2 separate regions of the Gossypium hirsutum genome follow, and region 1 is linked to region 2. A link is a contact called in public Hi-C data. All regions are on one chromosome and are shown on one strand. The core of a region is the stretch at or near the end of the contact, and the rest is flanking DNA. Distances in the headings are between cores, read along the strand shown. Region 1 holds the start of LOC107948161 (ORM1-like protein 1). Region 2 holds the start of LOC107948166.

Region 1 (3,580 bases), core at 629-3,128, 190 kb after region 2:
ATGTTTGGGAACTTGGCAACGACGAGGATGATCACTGCAAGTGTGTTCAGAAAGAGCATAGGATGTTGGTAGTCTGTTGTATGCGAAGCTATCAGGTATCTGTAAAAAAAAAGTGGTGATTGAATGACCCAAGGTCAGCAAACGGATTCCAAAAAGACTGGAAGCAGCTAATGCTCTCTGACGGAACTAGAAAAATCATGAATTACGCATAAACTATGTTAAAACTAAATACACGATACACTAAAATCTACTCTTTTGTTAAAAGCAAGGTAACATGAATAGTCATGTATAAAAACCCAGTTGTTATAATCCAACATGAACATGCTGTGTATGATCGGTGGGTATCCGTGTTTACGCACTCATTGCTTCCCTAGTAATCCATATAGTTCATTACATTCAAAGCTCGAAAACGAATACATGCACACTCGTACACATGAATTCAGAGGCACAGCACAAAATAATAAGAAAGATCATCAGCAAGATACAGGAAACAAAATTGTGAAATATATCATATAACAGACTTACAGCACAACAGGTACAACGGTTAAAAACTTTCTGTTGCGTGTTAGCTGCTTTCCATTGTCTATCTGCTCCCACCAAGTCAAGCCATTGTAAATTCCTTGATCGTCAGCAAACGGGGTTCCTTTCTTCCAGTGAAAGAAGTGGTAAGTAACCTGAAAAATAGACAAATCTCTCATTGTTGGTTCGGATACTATCAAGCAGTAGTGAGCACATGACCAAAACCAGAAAAAGGAAGTTCCTTAGAAAAAAGCTTAAGGCATGGTATGTGAAGTAAACTAGCAAATCACCTTTACATTAGAACAAAGCATAAGATCGGCTTAGATAGAACTACCATGAAGCTAAGTGGTCGAAAAACTTCAGTTAACGACATAATGTAAGTAGATGAATAAGCAACTGCAACAAATACATATATTGGGGAAATTATTTAGTGAAGCTACCAATGCGATGGACATAGACTAATTTCGAATCCCAAAGCTATAATTTCCGAGATTACGAGTATGAGGCAGCCTATATCTCAACTCGAAACGCATTTTTCAAAACTTAAGGACATTGTTCAATGTAAAATCCCTAATTTCCTTACTTCCTATCAATAAACAAGATATCACTCGATATAATTTCAGCTCCCAATACATTGCAAGGACGGAAAAACAAAAAAGGCAAAGTTCAAAACTTTCAAATAATAGTCCTATCACAAATAAAGACTGTAAGGCATACAATAATTCCCCCACAGCTCAACAACATTAATCAACAAATCATAAAAGACCCAAAAGGAAAATTAATCAAAACCAACCAATACAGAGCAAATTCACACAAAAAAAGGGGTAATTTGCAGGCAAAAAAGGGACCCAATTCAACATTAAATACCAAGAGACAATTAAAAGAGAAAAGGAAACGTACAAGGAAGTGAGCGAGATTAACGATGGTCCAAGCCATGCCAGGAGAACAACCAAAGATGGAAAGAACAAGGAGCCAAGAGAAAAAGAGGAATAGGATATAAGTAGTCCATACACCTGGGTACATGAACCACTCGGTGTTCCGGTTCAGATCAGCCGGTGGTACCGCCTTCACATATAGATTCGCCATTTATGTTTTTCAATTTAACCCGCCAAAATTAGAGACGAGACCCTTCTTCTAAAACGACCCAGTTTTTGTATTTGATTGAATTTATATAAATTCAAACACTAGGCGCTCTACGATGGAGATGAAGATGAAGATGATCGGAAATTAATGTGGAAGTTCTCAATTTCTTTTGATTAATTATCTAAAAGCCTGTAAACTCATTATTACAAAATAAACTCTTTTGCTTTACCCATACGCCACCGTTTTCCCTTTTTTCCCTCATTTTGGAAACTCTCTTAAGTTCACACCGACTTTATAATTTTTGAATTTATTTGATAAAAAATTAAAATTAAATGAATTCGATTGTAAATTACATTTTGATCTTAATTAGTTATTAATTTCTCGTTTCTTCTTGTTAAGTCTTATTCAATAAATAGACAATTTATTCTTCATGCACTTGAAAATATTAAAACACCTTGATATAAATACTCAAGTAGTTACTCAATTAAAATATTTATTCTACTTCCATCATCTTTCGTTTTATTTATTTAAACATCCAAAAGTATTTCAAAGCATAAATTCTTTAAATTAATAATTATAAATTTTCAAAAATTACTTGTATGATTTTAAGTTATTTTTTCATTTTTAAATTTTAAAATCAAAGAAAAGAAAAGTTTGTTGTATCATTGATTTTCAACTAATTTCTCAATTCATTTTTAATCTAATCAATCTAATTTAAATAACATTTCATGCTATTACTTGAAATAATTGCACTTCTATTTTAAGAATGGAAGCCATAAATACATTTTACTTTGTTGCAAAGAAAGTGTAGCCAAACTCTAATCACATAATTTATAGACCATTTTTTATTAATTATTATATTATGGATAGGTAGAATGCGGCTAAAATAATTATGAAAAATGATATAATAATTAAATATAATTTTGGTTAAAATAATAATGTTTCAAAAACAAAATTATGATATTTTAGGTTTAAATCTTTTCAAAATAAAATTTATAGATTGAAAAAATTAAAAATATTAAAATACAATATTTTAATTTTTTTCTATAGAATTTTCAAATACAAATATAGTATAATCATTGCACAATAAAAATAAATTTTGAGTAACTATAAAGTAAAATTAAACTATTACAAAATACAAATAAATTAAAAGCTGAAATAATATAAACTAAACTGATCCTTCGAACCAAAACCCACATATGCTAATAATAATAAAAAGAAAAAAGAAGATGATGGAACTTTCTAGTGTTTCATTTCACAAATGTTGTAAAAGAATAGTATTTTACAATACAATGAATTATATCGTCTATTAATTATTAGATAGAGGGCACCAATAACCCAAAAATAAATTGTAAAACGAAAAATATCGAAAAAAAATATTAGTAGATGGTCCAATTGTAGATTACTGAATCAAATTCTGGGTTTTTCCCTAACATGCTTCTTAATTCTTTGGCACATGTGGCATTTTTGGCGAGTAATAAGGCAAAGCCCCCCCCCCCACCTGCTCCCACAAGCTTGTAGCCAGAGCAGTACGGGTCGGCAAATGCAAACAGTTTATCGACATATTCATTGCTACAGTATGGATCAAGTTCTTGATGCAACCTCCAAGCCTCCAACATGATTTCGCCTAATTTATCGACATCACAGTTCATCAAAGCTTCCCTACCGATCTTAGCTAATTCAGTGAGTCGTTTGACGCTGGATACGAGAAGGTTGTCTCGTCGGAGATACCGGAGGACTACCTTTTGTAGGACTTGATGTGCTAGTCGAACCTGCAGGGTCGTAATAGGATAACAATTAGAATACGAAGATCTAAGCATGTATGAAAGACTTGATTACTTACTTGACCGGTAAATACGACAAGCAACCGTTCCTGCAATTTTGAAATCAGTTGAGAAGATGCCACGAGAGGGAAGACTTGGAGACGCAATGGTATTCCAGGGTAACTTGTTGTAAATTTAATTCCGGCATATAAACC
Region 2 (3,627 bases), core at 1,031-3,530:
TATAAATATGACTATGTCGGCCCAGATATCAGATGGCCACATTGGATCCTGATTAAATCTGAGGTTCTGTCTATTCGAGTCAAACCCCTAAACGGGCGATAAGACTCCTAATGCTTATTTTCTTCATTCACTAGACTAAACCGATGATTTGCCTATAACAAGACATAATGAGGTATTGACAATGAGAGGTTTACCAATTGAGCAAATAAAAAGAACAGTGGACTTTAACCATGAAAATCAATATATAAGTAACACTCAAATTCTCATACTAAACATGAGGTTGAAAGGCACTTTAGAAAGTTCCTTAAATTAAAAAAGTTGGACTTATTTCGTCAGTGATTACGAGCTACACATAAATTTTTGCCTCTTTTCGATCCATAAATCATATCAACCCTGTTTTTTCCCAATCACACCTGAAACCACCTGCAACAATGGAGCATTAACCGGGATTTAGCATTACCGGGATTTAGATATCCAAAGTTGAAAGAATTTTGGAGCACATACGAAAAACAAATGTAGTTGATCTAGCTCATAAGCATGATAACTCCGACAATGCTGATTCAAACCAGTGTTCTTTTTCCAAAGAGATGCATCAAGGACAAGGCACACATTTCAGATATACAGAAGTTTTTATTAAGCATCTTATCCTATCTGCATTGAACGAAGCAAGAACTTCTATAGTGGTTTCATATTATAGTATCTATTCCCCCCTTCAATGATACCAATCAATCCTTATACCTAGATGAAAATGTATATAGTTTTGACTAATATAATAGTCACAAAAGGTAACAGGCATTAATAGCAACTTTGACATCCAAGTTCAAATAAGGAAGATCTGCAGAAAAAGAACAACTCTCTTTAGTGCAGCTAGAATGTAAGCGTTATTGGTTGTAGAAGGATATTGATGACAGCTAAAACTCATTGTATTGAATGCTCTAACTTTCCACCATTTTCAAATATAGTCTTGAAACTGTATGCAAGGATTAGAAATCTGCCATGTCAAAAGAAAAGAACAAATACCCCGTTACTAGAATCTCAAAACTTCTCTCCTATGACATGTCTAAACCAAATTAATGGGGTTAAGCTAATCCACAAACAAAAACAACAAATAAAGCCTGTACAAAAAGATACGTGCTATACTTACGTCTCTTAAAGCAGGTTGTGGGACTTGCTTTGATGAATCCATGGAATCTAAAATGGGCCTTACAACAGCTGGTAGGAAGAGACCTGCATAATTTTCACAAAAGTATCAAGCAGACAACAAAAGAGATAAAAAGAAAAGAAAAGGCTCAATCTTCACAAAAATGCAGGAAAAAGCCAGAAAATTCAAACACCAATCTTTGCGGAATATTGTTCTTTCTTCAAGATAGATTCATACAGTCAACAATTGAAAACACTATCATTTCGGATTCATATACTCATTACCCTAACTGCAATAATCGCATGAGGTCACAATGTGTTATCTCAAGACCCGCATTTTCCCCTACCACTGTTGTTTCGATTATTAGACACAATATTAACTTGATCGCAGCGATTTCAGCCATAGAATGTACCAACTTTATGCATCACTTCGGATCTAGAATCCTTCTTTTTTAATAACTAAGATATCCTTCGCGTCTGTTTGATGGTTCACAACTAATCCTTTTGGAGTTCATGGCTACCCCTTTCCCCACAATGGTACTTTCCCTTGCCACTGCATTTGTTAATAGATCTAGAATCCTTTGCATCATGACATATACGTATAAGTCATACAATGGATGATAATTTATGAATCGAATTTCAGATTATTCAAAAAGAACAGCACACACAACTTTCAACTAAAAGCGTAGATGATTCTGAATTTCCTAATAAAGCCAAGTTTCTTCTAATTCCAAATTATACTAAACCCAAACAGCATACAACTAGGGATTAAATTAGCAATGATCGAAAAAAAAAAAACTAACCAAAACCAGCGATGAGGCAAGAGGCAGCTACAACTGGCTCTTGCACTACGAATATCTTAAGCTTCTCCATCACCGCCATATCTTAAATCGAAAATTTCCGTCTTTTACAACCTTTTCTTCTCGACTAGCCAACTCTCTGTTCTTTGATGAAAACCCCCAAAATTGAAATGGATGATCCCACTCTTTAGGAAATTAGAAATCAAGATTAAAATCAATATTGGTGAATCTCGGGTCGGGTAACTGAGAAAAACATACCAAAAAAAAAATGCCCTAAATCATTGTAGCTTTTGCATTTTTGAAATTTTTAGTCTTTTTATTTTAGTTGAAGTGTAAAAGTCCTCACATTCTTTTAAAAAAATAATTGAGCACTTATTTTTTTTTAGGTTTAATTAGATACATAAACTTTAAAAATACATTAAAAAAAGTAATTAAGCCCATGATTTTTCTTTTGCATTCAATTGGATACTTAAACTGTCATCAAAAAGGTCATTTGACCGTTAACTTTAACAGTTGACCATTAAAATTAACTGCGCCTAATTTTTTCAGTTAAAGTCACCCCATATCACAATCATGGCGTGACATGTGACAAAAAATTATAAAAAAATTAATAAAAGTTATAAAAAGTATTAAATTTTAATAAAAATATAAAATTATTAAAAAATTATTAAAATTAGAAAAAAAGATTTATAAAATTTGTAAAATTTTATAAAAAATCATAAAAAAAATTATAAAATGCAACAAAAAGGCTCTTTAACCATTAACTTTAACTGTCGACTGTTTAAGTTAACGATCCCTAGTTTTTTTTTCTTTTTCAGTTAAAGCTATAATGTGTCGTAACACAGCATGACATGTGGTAAAAAAATTAGGGGCGGTTCAAGTACCCAATTGAGTGAAAAAAAAACAGTGGCTTTATTTTTTATTTTTTTATTTTTGAAATGTCTTTTTATACATTTTGAAAGGTCTTTTTATACATTTTGAAAGTTCAAGTATTCAATTAAGTGCAAAAAAAAGGCTTAATTTTTTTTTTAAGTTTAAGGGCTTTTTACACCCTTAAGCCTTTTATTGTTATTTTAAAAGATTTACTCTTTTTTACTTTTTAGATTTCCAAATTCAAATATAGTTGAAATCTTTCTTTTCAATTTTTTGGTGTGACATTTTAAAATGAAAAAAATATTTACTTAATAGCAATGTAACAAAAAGTGACTCTGAATTGAACTTGAATTTAATAAAATAATTTTAATTTTGTCAGCAATTTGACTTGCATTTTTAAATTTAAAAAATAAATAGACTAAATTCTTTGAAATAAATCATATTAAAACAGATGTAACTTTTTTTGTGAGTATTATGTAAAAATAAAAAGTTGAGATAAGGCTGTAAAATTATAATGCAAATTTCAAGTCCATTGAACTTCCTAGCCCAAGTAGCTAGCTAGTTGATTATATTGCCAATTATTATAATTAGGGGTTAAATCACTTTTAGGACAACTTGGTAATTATTTTCACGTTGGAGCTTGAATTTTTTTTTGTCTAAGTTAGTCTTTAATATTTCTTTAAATATCCTAAAATTCGGGCTCAAGTGTAGGAACTATTTCCATGTTCATACCCCAACATGCAAAAAGTTATCAAGTTCATACTAATATGGGAACAATTGGGAAATTTAAGGACTAACTTAAATAAAAAAAAGT

What was found. A called contact is a pair of places that touch in the nucleus more often than the background predicts.
Region 1: a Hi-C map of leaf shows a contact between it and region 2, with 4 times the contacts expected there. The contact joins the promoter of LOC107948161 here to the promoter of LOC107948166 in region 2. A contact is called at or near these places in 10 of 34 Hi-C or Micro-C datasets (anther, callus, leaf and 1 more).

Annotation. Positions count from the first base shown.
Region 1 is chrA12:81,867,063-81,870,642 of Gossypium_hirsutum_v2.1, forward strand. It overlaps LOC107948161 (ORM1-like protein 1), which reads right to left and starts at 1,879. Exons shown (of 3, transcript XM_016882629.2): 1 at 1,420-1,879; 2 at 526-674; 3 at 1-99. The coding sequence starts at 1,605. It overlaps LOC107948159 (bifunctional fucokinase/fucose pyrophosphorylase), which reads right to left. Exons shown (of 8, transcript XM_041082844.1): 7 at 3,446-3,580; 8 at 2,833-3,374. The coding sequence ends at 2,982.
Region 2 is chrA12:81,680,921-81,684,547 of Gossypium_hirsutum_v2.1, forward strand. It overlaps LOC107948166, which reads right to left and starts at 2,281. Exons shown (of 3, transcript XM_016882635.2): 1 at 1,944-2,281; 2 at 1,145-1,227; 3 at 198-423. The coding sequence starts at 2,022. The coding sequence ends at 388.